Regions from separate parts of the Mus musculus genome. Here regions 2, 3 and 4 are each linked to region 1. A link is a contact called in public Hi-C, HiChIP or PLAC-seq and capture Hi-C data. All regions are on one chromosome and are shown on one strand. Each heading gives the region's core, a stretch centred on a gene start, on an enhancer-like site or on the middle of the called end of the contact. The rest is flanking DNA. Distances are from core to core; before and after follow the strand shown. Region 1 holds the start of Pth2r (parathyroid hormone 2 receptor). Region 2 holds the start of Myl1 (myosin, light polypeptide 1). Region 3 holds the start of Rpe (ribulose-5-phosphate-3-epimerase). Region 4 holds the start of Map2 (microtubule-associated protein 2).

The links. A called contact is a pair of places that touch in the nucleus more often than the background predicts. HiChIP or PLAC-seq counts read pairs in DNA pulled down with a chosen protein or histone mark. Capture Hi-C pulls out chosen DNA fragments and counts their contacts.
Region 2: a Hi-C map of B cells shows a contact between it and region 1, with 2.2 times the contacts expected there. The contact joins the promoter of Myl1 here to the promoter of Pth2r in region 1. A contact is called at or near these places in 9 of 39 promoter capture datasets (the 3T3-L1 cell line, 3T3-L1-derived adipocytes, the C10 cell line and 4 more), 3 of 484 Hi-C or Micro-C datasets (B cells, the G1E-ER4 cell line and uterus) and 1 of 9 other capture datasets (embryonic stem cells).
Region 3: an H3K4me3 HiChIP or PLAC-seq map of stem cell-derived neural progenitor cells shows a contact between it and region 1, with 9 times the contacts expected there. The contact joins the promoter of Rpe here to the promoter of Pth2r in region 1. A contact is called at or near these places in 2 of 39 promoter capture datasets (embryonic stem cells and hippocampal neurons), 3 of 484 Hi-C or Micro-C datasets (cardiomyocytes, cerebral cortex and cumulus cells), 12 of 115 datasets of contacts at active chromatin or transcription factors (the NIH/3T3 cell line, acute myeloid leukemia, embryonic forebrain and 7 more) and 1 of 9 other capture datasets (embryonic stem cells).
Region 4: a capture Hi-C map of embryonic stem cells shows a contact between it and region 1, with 4 times the contacts expected there. The contact joins the promoter of Map2 here to the promoter of Pth2r in region 1. A contact is called at or near these places in 1 of 484 Hi-C or Micro-C datasets (cerebral cortex), 2 of 115 datasets of contacts at active chromatin or transcription factors (astrocytes and differentiating embryonic stem cells) and 1 of 9 other capture datasets (embryonic stem cells).

Annotation. Positions count from the first base shown.
Region 1 is chr1:65,309,935-65,312,627 of GRCm38.p6, forward strand. Pth2r (parathyroid hormone 2 receptor) reads left to right here and starts at 1,323. Exons shown (of 13, transcript NM_139270.2): 1 at 1,323-1,736. The coding sequence starts at 1,662.
Region 2 is chr1:66,933,995-66,936,687 of GRCm38.p6, forward strand. It overlaps Myl1 (myosin, light polypeptide 1), which reads right to left and starts at 1,372. Exons shown (of 7, transcript NM_001113387.1): 1 at 1,282-1,372; 2 at 524-548. The coding sequence starts at 1,284.
Region 3 is chr1:66,699,455-66,702,147 of GRCm38.p6, forward strand. Rpe (ribulose-5-phosphate-3-epimerase) reads left to right here and starts at 1,377. Exons shown (of 6, transcript NM_025683.3): 1 at 1,377-1,574. The coding sequence starts at 1,453.
Region 4 is chr1:66,320,331-66,323,023 of GRCm38.p6, forward strand. Map2 (microtubule-associated protein 2) reads left to right here and starts at 1,394. Exons shown (of 15, transcript NM_001310634.1): 1 at 1,394-1,812; 2 at 2,074-2,138.

The DNA of each region.
Region 1 (2,693 bases), core at 73-2,572:
TGGTGAGCTAGCTCAGTGGTAGACCTTAACTTGTATCTGGAGGCCCTGATTTGATCCATAGCATTGCAAAACAAAACACTGGTAGATTTAGATACATTAAAAAGGAAAAAAAAAAGCCCTTGACATTGATTAAAGTATTAGAAGTTAAGGTGAGAATAAAGGTGTACAGCCATAGCAGCGGTTATACAGAATATTGCAAGTACAGACAATATTCTTCTATTCAACATAGTCCTTTGCTCAGTCATAGATTGAGTTGTCACAACCACAATCATTATCATCATTCATCATCACCACCACCACCATCATCGTCACCATCATCAATAGTAACTATAATATATACACTTACTGAGCATCTCCCTTAGAGGGCGCTGCATCTTAAACTCAACTTTCCCGATAAAGTTTTGAGTGTACAACTGGACCTAACGCTTATGTTCTCCCAGAATTCATATGCTTGCAATCTAAGGGTCCAATAAATAGTAGCAATACCCTGATGAGGGATCCCAGAGAGATACCTTCACAGTTTCTGCCATGGGAGGGTACAGTGAGAAGAAGGGGCAGGCAGACCATGTTCTGACCATCAACTCTGAGGAACAAAATTACTATTAAAGCACGTGAGAGTACAGGAAGAGGGTTTAGCAAGAAGCTAGTGGTTTTGGAGTATTTGCTATAAGCTTTCATTTTGAGCACGCCTTTCTAAGAGCTGCATTTAAAGGATTGAAGGCAAAACCTGATGATCAACACAAAACCCTGTGAGCTTGGAGCTTCGGTGAGCTTGGAGGACAGAAGCTACGGTTTACTGCACCAGTCCGTCCTGATCAGAACGTGTCTTCAGAGGCAAAACTCCCAAAATGCAAAACAAAAACAAACAATAACCCATAACTGAAAAACAAAATCAAGCAAGCAAGCAAGCAAGCAAGCAAGCAAGCAAGCAAGCAAGCAAAAAACCAACAAAATGTTGCTAGAAATAACTGAAATATTTCTTTTGGGACTTTGAGCTTCCACAGGACTGAGTCCTTTTATCGTCAAAATGCTATTTCTCATTAGTAATTTGTGTGACACACACACACACACACACACACACACACACACACCCCTCCCATATCTGCCATATCATTGTAGTGAGGAGAAAATGAATCGGAGAACTTGTGCTGTGGGTAGCTGCAGAGACTAACCCTACAGGTCTCAGGAAGCCTTTATCACACTGGCATCTTGGTGGCAGATGGTCAGTGCGCATCTGGGCAGGAGGAAAGTTTTGGGCCATTCCTCTGAGGACTTAGGGCATTCCCAGAGATGGCTTGGGGACTCAGAGCCCAGTGCAGCGAAGCAGACACACCGAGAGTCAAGCCTGGCTGCAGCCCTGCTTCGGGATCGCATGGCATCTGAGCTCCTGGGTTGCGGACTGAGTGACTGGCAAAGGACGCACTGGCGTCCTCCGCCCCCTCCCTGCAGCTGTCCTCGGTAGAAGGCGGGACCACCCAGAGCCCTCAGGACGGGGTTCCAGACTCTGGGGCGCAGGCAGCCAGACCCCCGAGAGTCCTGGCTAGTGACTCCCGCGCCTCAGCTGCCCAGCGGTGCCTCGCTCCCCATCACAAGTTTGGTCCATACTGGACAAGTAAGCGAGCCTGGGATACAGACTGCTTTTGCCTTGGGCAGTTTTGGACATGGCCTGGCTGGAGACTTTCACCTACATTTGTGGATGGCTGATTCTCAGTAGCTGTCTCCTGGTTAGAGCGCAGGTAAGAGCTGGGACACCAGAGCGTGCTTCCCCAGCCAGAGAAGCAAGCCCAGGGCGCGCCGCACTGCACCGGTCTGTCCACATCCTCTTCAGGCGGGAGGTCCCAGCTCCGGGCGGATGGACCAGCTTCCTGGTGTTCAGGGATCTGGTAATGCACAGCTGGAGGGGGAAGAACTTTGTTCTTTCTGATAATCCCCGGGGTACTCGCTTCAACCACCACAGTAGGTTTTGTTTGTTGGCAATTCACCATCATGTTTGAGAGCTTAAAACTTCTAGAATCGATGATACAGTGTAAAAGTGTAACTGTTTCTCTCTCTGATACAGAAGCGCGTATTTAAGCAAAGGGGCTATACCGAATAAATACCGTATTAAATACAGCTCGGGTCTTAAACGTTGAATAGCAGTGGTTGTAATTTTCTTATTGCCACTGTCGCTTAGGGGTTTTCTGGAAGTTCTTTCATAGTGGGTCTCTTTAATGTGCACGGAACAGTTCATCTTCATTTTTTTAAGTCAAAGAATATGTTAGGTTTATAGTTTTATTTATTTATTTTTCAAACGAACTAGAAAGATGCTTGCAGTGGTGTGTGTTTTGTGGTTTGATTTGTCCTATGATTTAAGACATATCCGAGGTTATATATGTCCTGTTCGGTAGAGGGCGCACATTGACTGTCAAATAAAGATTCAATTGGTTTTAAAAAAACTTCCACAAAGTTAAAGCACCCATGAATATGTTCCGGTGGTACTTAAAATGACATCTTAGACCTTTAAATGACCAAATTGAATTTTAGTTATTCAAAAGATACAGTTAAAAAAATCCAATCTTCCAAAGTCGTAACAACATAAAATCAGAAGATATTTCTAGGAAATATCTTTCCTGAGACATGCTACTCTTACTTAGCAGGATCAGGACATTTCATGTAGACTTATTGTGTTGTGAAAAAAGAATGAGTGGGGAATC
Region 2 (2,693 bases), core at 122-2,621, 1.6 Mb after region 1:
TTTGGAAATCAGTGGCTATAAGGACTTATTAAAGCTCTAATTTTAATTTCCTTAAAGCTTTGATTACTGACTCTAACCAAGGGCTTCAGTTATGCAGGTTTATATTTAGAGTGATTGAAAGCAATTTATATTTAGGGTAGCAGCACCAGTGTGGATAATTAGACAGCACTTAGCTCATCCCAAGGGACTTGGTTTTCTCACTTGTCACCTCTGAGTCCGCACATATGAATGGCTACAGCTTTTAAACTTACCCTCCTGTTGCTCCTTAGAGAACTCGATCTGTTGGAAAGAAATTAATCATAAAGAATATTTTAACCAGAAACAAGTGTCCTGATTTATGAGCACGTCCAGCTCATTCCTCGAGTTCTCTTCAGAATAAGCTCCAGGAGTCAGCCCACTTATTCTGAGTTCAGGCATGGCATAGGCACGAACAGTCTGAGTCACAAAGGAACATGCTGTGGAGTTAGGGAAATCTCAAAGACAGACAGAGCTCTTCCTAGGGTAGAGCTGCTCAGTCACTTACCGGCAATCTGGTCAGCACTGAAGGACTGTGGTGGCAAGAGAGAGAGAGAAAGAGAGGACTTTCAAATGCATTGACAGAAAGAGTGCTCTTTGCTCTGAGGCCTTTAGGGAACCAGGTAGGTACAATGGCACAGGAAGAGTGTGTGAGGGAAATTTTGAACCTAGGAGCATAAAATCTATTGCGAAAGATAACTTGGAAATCCTTTCTCTATATCTTAACCATGTAAAATATTAAAAAATTCTAAACAGAAAGAACACTTCCTAGAAAATGCCATAGCTGTCTATATTTAGCATATGTCAGATAAGGTATACATTTAAAACTGCAAATAAAATTACATATAAAAACCACCCTTTAAAAGTCTTTCTGTCTAATTAACGTATTTTATACTAGTATATGACACTGAAGAATCAGAGGCAGTTTGCTTAACTTTAGCTACTGGTTATCACTGAATTCTATTTTAAAGCAACACTATAGTTGCACTTTTATCCCCCTTCTAAATTTAGATGAATCTTGCATGATATAACAAAAGCTGGTGAAGCACAAACGCCTGCTCTGAGAAAAAAGACGAATTTTTCCATCTGGTGCAACAGTTCCAAGTAATTTCTTCTATCTAGCTCATAGAAACCAATAGTAGGTTCCAAAAACCTTGTGTTAAATAGGTTCTGTCCTCCATCCTATTCCTTGTCTGCCTGGCTGCTCCTGTTGCCTAACTGTCTCTTCCTATAAATGACATATCGTCGTTGTCTTGTAGGACCCACCATGATGGAGTTCTAGGCTGCGAAACAGCAGTGGAGCTGGAGGATAAACTGAAGGCAGCTCCAATCCCTGAGTGGAGTCTTAACCTCTCTCTGGCTTCCTTTTATTTCTGGGCAAACTGACCTCATATCTAGCATCAGATTTCACAGGGCAGTTGCCACTCCTCCTGGAGGAGTTCTTTAGCTTTCTTAGGGCAAAGGGAAAGAGAGACATGTACCCTGGGGCTATTTTTAGGAAACCAGCATCTAGACGTGAACAGCCCTGGTGAGACTGAAGCCTGTCAGTACTTTTATGGTCTTTATCTCTGAGATGTTCCCTGCAACTGTCCTCCTTAAGACATTTCTTTGCTCGTGGAAAACTTGGGGTCATCTAGGGCTCGGGCTTCTGATATATAATTATGGACCTTGCAAGTGTCTAGTCAGCAAGACTGGGTATTAATGGAACTTCATGGATGCGACTGGGTTGAAGTTTGAAATAGTAACTGTTATAGAAAGAACACTCTCCAATTCTTGGCCCCTTATGGTAAAGTTCTGAGGTCTTGAAAAGGCATTGAGTGCTCTGGGTATTTCTTAGGATACACCCACATGGCAACCTGATCAGGTTCCCAAATCGCCATTAAAGAATAGTCTTTATAATCAGTATTAGCAGGGGTATAATCTAAGCTTAAAAAAAGTGAGAATGGTTTGGCGCCTCCCTTTCTATCTCCCCCCTTCGTCTCCTAGCATTTGTTTGAGGACAACCTTCCTCTCCCATTTTCTTTACAGAGACTGACTATTTGTATATTTTTATTTCTGAAATTCTTAGCAAGCAAGGAAACTGACACATCCATTTTGTATCTTGTTGTTGTTGCTAAGTTCTTACTAAAACCAAGCTTCCCTGTCCAACACTTTATGGCTCAGTCTACAGACCAAGAATAAAATAACCTAAAGTAAGGCTCATGGCGTGCAAAATAGTACTTCGACATTTTAAAGGTGTTTAAGGGAATTGCCGGCGATGGGCTTTTATAGCAGCTTATCTGAAAACAGGAAAAGCTGCCATGGCTTTGGGGGAAAGATCAGTTTTAGAGTGTTCACTGGAGTTCATACATGGGGGTTATCATTCTCGACACACTTGCCCTAGCTCAAAGGAATAAAGAAGATGTGAGGTGAATTGTGACTTCTGCATGTGTCCTTAGGGAAGTTACTCATAAAAAGCAGGAAGTGTGTCTTGCTCAGTATTTTCAACTTATGCTCTTACCGTTCTAGAGAAATGAACAGCTAAGTATGCACCACCTCTTCAAAATACATAATTACGTGGACATATGAAAACATCACAATACTAGCCGCTATTTTGTGTGATTATTAGGTGCTAATCACAATATTAAAAGTATATATCATTTTGACTCAAAGTTTAAAATTGTGAAAAATATCTCCTA
Region 3 (2,693 bases), core at 127-2,626, 1.4 Mb after region 1:
TATCCCCAAGTCAGAATATTAAAGACTATTGTCTTCTAACTGTGTCCCCTGCAGAAACCATGGCATCTAAATTACCAGCATGCTTTTAATAAAACTATGAGAGCCCTATCCTTGTTCTTTAGGAATTGCTCTTGTTCTATCCACGTGTATCTTCATGTACCTTTTCATTTTTTCCTGGCCCAGACTCTGGATACGTTTGACATTACGCCACTTATCCATTTCAAGAATTATGGCTGGATAGCAACTCTATCAGACTGGCTATGAAAGACCCACAACGTGAGGACTCCCCCACGTTCTGACTCAGGAGAGGCGACACCCCAAATCACACAAGAAACGGTCTTACTGCAAACTTATTCAAGAGGGCTCTCGGGCCCACGGTCATACACCACGCAGGGGTAGAGGTCTGTGGCACACCGATTAGCTGGGTAAGGAGGTATTTAAAGGAAGAAACCACAACTCAAGGAAGTGGGGAGGGCTTTGTTGGAAAATACCAAAGATACCAGTTAAGAGTCCCAAGGAAGTGCAAAGTCACAAGAGTCACAAGGAATACCTGGTAATTGTTCCAGTTATCTCTCAAGACAGTTTCTAAGAGCCCCTAACAATAGCACATTTGCATAGCAATGGTCAGGGTGACTTTCTTTGAATGAACACTCTTTGAACCCAGGAAGCGGGTGGGTGGAGGAATGTCGCTATCTGTTTTATGATTAGCATCATTAAGTCACAGAGGTCACATTCCCATGCCTGGGCCTAAAGGCCTAGAATTTTGTTTTTACGTTATACTTTCAGCTACTGCAAAAATTCCTACACTGAGTACTCAGCAGTCACCAGTTATCAGCAGCTTGACTAAGGAACATCTCAGAAGAGAGGACTGTAAGAGACAGAGGGTGGGGGAAGTTCAACGGAATGCTGCAATTAATGATTGCATAAGCAACTGTGGCTCCCTGCACAAAACCTACAGACACGTGAGGTGAAGTTATTTAAGTAGGAGAGGAGTTAATTGGGAAGAAGGGGTCAGGAGGAGTGGCTGGGGTAAGAAAGGGTAATGGGGTTGAATATGATCACAATATATGCTATACGTGTATGAAACAGAGAAAAAAATAAAAACAAATTTCCTACATTGTAGGTGGTAGTCTAGCTGATCAACCCGTAGAACTTCTTACATTGTACTCAATAAACTATTTTCCCTTTCAAAAGGAAAAGAAGCCAGAAGATCCTTGGAAATCCAAGACAGAAGGCAGAAGCTCTGCACCTGGCTCCGCCCCTAGCCAGCCAGCTGACGCCCCCCCCCCAGGAGGAGGCGGGACTTCCTCGCCGCAGGGCAGCTGCTTCCGGCAGAGTCCGGAAGAGAGTGCGAGGTGGGAGGGGGCGGAGCCAGTGCGGCGCGCCCAATCGGGACGGAGTCTTGGCTGGCCCGGGCTCTCGTGGGCTCACTCGCTCTAGGGAACCGGCACCATGGCGTCGGGCTGCAAGATCGGCCCGTCCATCCTCAACAGCGACCTGGCCAACCTGGGGGCCGAGTGCCTGCGCATGCTGGACTCGGGGGCCGACTACCTGCACCTGGATGTAATGGACGGGTAACTCCGCGGGGCTCGGGGCGGGCTGGCCGCGCGGGTCGGCGTCGCTGCACCTCAGCGAGCGCCTGTTGGGTGCACGGCGCCCCTGTGCGACGACGGGCTGCCTGGCCAAGCGCGCTGCCGAGGGCACCGAGCCGGCCCTGGCTGACTTTGGGGCCCGGTCCTTTCCCCGCCACCCCGTAACCTGTGGTGATAGGACCCGGGAGCCACCTCCAGTGTTCAGGATCTTCCTCTGGTGAACTCGTAGAGAAACTGAGGCCCAACGGGACAGGCGCGACTTGCTCGATCGAACTCAGATAACTAACTAGTTCTCGACAAAGCCGGCAGACAGCCTCAGCTTGACACCTGGATGGGCTTCCGGAGTTCGACCACTTGCCGACTTGTCTTAGGCAAGCCGCTTCAGCCTTGATTGGGACTCGGGTTCAGTGTGAGGAAAATGGAAGGATTATTGATCATAGAACGCTTCCGCGTCTTGGGGAACTTGAAACGAGCAAGTCCAGTGCCTGGCGTGTAACAGATTCTCTGCAGTTGTTAGTTGTATCGAATAACCCATTCGAATTCTGATTTTCCTGTCTATTTTCTCTTCAGGCACCCTGCTCTTCAGGGAGGTCAGTTTTTTTGTAAGTAATTTTTAAGCACTGTAGTTATAATGCTCAGAATCAGGGTACAAGTTTCCTAAGTTGGTTCTAAAGTGAGGAAACAAACCTAGACCCAAAGGAGGCTGGAGGACTTGCTCAAGATTACAGAAGATTGTGACAGACTTGGAACTTGAATCTTCTTGGCTTTTTGACTAGCATTTCCCACCGAAAGTTTACATAAAATTATAAAAGACCTTGGGAGTGAGATAGAAAAATAAATTTATTTCAAATAAGCAAAATCTGTTTGCCCTCAGTCACATTGGCAAATATGTGTTATTTACATCAGTTTCGTTTCTTGTTGGAGGTTTTGCTGTTCTTTCTGGTTTTTTTGAGACAAGGTCTGTATAAATCTTAACTGGCCTCAAACTCAAAATCTTGCCTCAGCTTCCCAAATGCTGGGATTATGGGCACGGGTCCCCACACTCAGTTACACTAATTCTTTTTAACATCACTGCTGTTTTGTCCATAGCAGTTTTGTTTC
Region 4 (2,693 bases), core at 144-2,643, 1.0 Mb after region 1:
TCTGACTGCCAGAATGTAAAAGGAAGAAGGGCTGTTGCTATGATCACCCAAGTTCTGTGGCCTTATACACAGTCCAGCACAGACAGTAGGCAAAGCTGGTTCGTAAGATTAGTGCAGTGTGTCCTAAAAGGGGAGAATGTTGCTTCTGCAAATGAAAGGTTGACAAGATCAAAGGCACAGGATCTTACTGGATTCTGTTTTGCCTTCAAACAGCATAAGAGGAAAGAAGAGAAAGTCACTTGGTGAGAGGGGACAGCCCAGTGGGCTAGTTAGGAAGCCAGGCTGCTGCCTCTGTGTGGGAATTAGGATGTAGTAGCCCTCAGGCCCCAGCTTTCTCATCTGTGAGGCTGAGTGATTTCTGAAGATGCAGATATGGATTGGATCAATCCCATAGAAAAGAAAAAAAATGAATATTTATGAAAGCAAAATTAGCTCATGATCAAAAATGGGGAAGAACATGGCAGCAGGAAATGAAACTCCATCTTAATTGAATTGAAAGCACAACACAAATCTGTCAGAGGCAGAGCTTTCTAGAAGGAGGAGAAGGAACTGTATCCTTTTGTCTCCAGATTTTCTCCACTGTACTCCTGTTCTCTCTTCCTGGCATCTCCCTTCTCTCCAACCCCCACCCCCTTGCTTTTTGTTTCCGGTAACCATGGTGATACTTCCTCTCAGCAACCTTCTTTGCAGCTGGCCCTTTTGATACACAGAAAATTTACTCCATTTACTGGTTCAGGGCTCTAACAATGCTTTACCAATTCATCTATTAACCATTTTCTCCAGGATAATACAGGTGAAGAATTATTCTACAGTTAAGTCCCCTACATAAAGCACACTGTATGACAGGGATATTCAATTGTTAATTTCATTTGCTAACACGAAGGGGAGACTGGTTATGCCAAACACTGAGTTCCCTGTAATAACCTTCACCTCAGGGACAGCAAAGTCCCAGTCCTCAAACTGGTTGTCACCTTCTTTTGTATGGAACCAGAATAAAATGATTGCAGAGGGATATCACATGGCTAGCCTTGAAGTGACACATTGCCAAGCTTGTAGTTATCATATTTACAAAGCCTTTGAATTTTCTGTAGAAAAATATATACTAGTATATACACTTCTTTAATACATACCTTTTTGGGACATAAATAATAATATGGGATAGTTTTTAAATATTGTATTCATCTGTCAATGACAAAACCTCAAACTATCTCTAGTATACTTCATATAGATAATAAAATTCCAATTAATGATCATTTACTTATGTCCAGTTTGTGTAGCTTAACTTGCCTGTAATCCTATATTCCTGAAAACGAGTCTCTCTAAGCCTGCCCCGCCCCCACGTGTGTGTGTGTGTGTGTGTGTGTGTGACACAAAGGAGACCAGATGATGACATTCGTAGGCTTATAGACTTGACTCCTGGGGACACATTTGGATGGAGGCAATTAAAATGCCTGTCAGGCATTTGGTACCAGAAGTCCCCATGGCAAACCGCTAAATCCTAAGCCAGAGGCAGCATCCTTTTGTCAGTGAATGATGGCGGAGCTGAGTGGCTTGTCATCATTCTCGAAAATTCTAAGCCTAGTGAGCTCTCTCTCCCTCTCCTACTTGCCTTATTTTCCTTTCCGCCACTGCGGGGACTTTTTCTAATTTGCAGCTTCCCTTTCCACGGCACACACAGACAGGAGCTGGTGGCTTTCAGACTGCGTCTGTCTGGAGCTAGCGACACAGAACAGAGGGAGTGTTCCTGAAGCAGGGTTCTGCGGTGGCAGCTCTTACAGACTCCATTCGAGGGGTATTGCTGCATATCTACCGGTAATGCTTTAGGGCTTTTTACATTTTCTTTTCTTTTTAATCCACGTTTTCAAAGGATCAGCTTTATGTGGCCTCGGAATACTGTGTTTTAAATACGTTATTGAGCTTAAAATCCAAGCGCTGCCTTTTTTGTGCTCCAGACTCCAAGGCATACATTTATTATCTGGATATCAAGGATGAATGGACTTATTGGTGAGTTGTGATTTTTGATATTTATCTGACAAACCTATATGTATATATGTGTTTCTTTTGTTTCTCTAGGTTCCTCAGCTTGTCTCTAACAGAGGAAGCACTGATTGGGAAGCACTCAGTCAGAAAATTAAAAGGTACTGCATGATTTATTTGGACGTTTAAAGGAAGGGCAATTGAGAAAGAATTGGAATGCTTTTATTTTAGGTTTACCCTCATGGCTGGTTTTTTATCCCAGAGTGGATTGTCTGATCTTTGTCTAGAAGATGTAGGAGTTCTTATGCAGATTTCACCATCAGCCGAGGCTATTTTGAATAGAAAGTATCTAAAAAATATATGCCTTTTGTCTATGCTGCAAATACTAAGAAATATCAGCTTGCCTAGCTCATCTGTAATGTTTGGATTTTTGTCATTGTGACAGTTAACAAAATGTCTGAAATATGTGTATCACAAAGAAAATATATTTATTTGAACTTAAGAGAAACATGTTAAAAATTATTTTAGATGGAGGTTTCCTGTGGATCCATGCTTTAAAAAATAAATATTCTAAATAAAATGGTTCACCCTTTTAGATGGGAAGAGCTTTGGAGACTGAAGCCCAGGGATGACTCAGTGTTGTGAAATTTGGTGAATAAAATATTATAATTTCTATACAATATCTTTAGTATACAACAGGAAATATATTTAAAGTC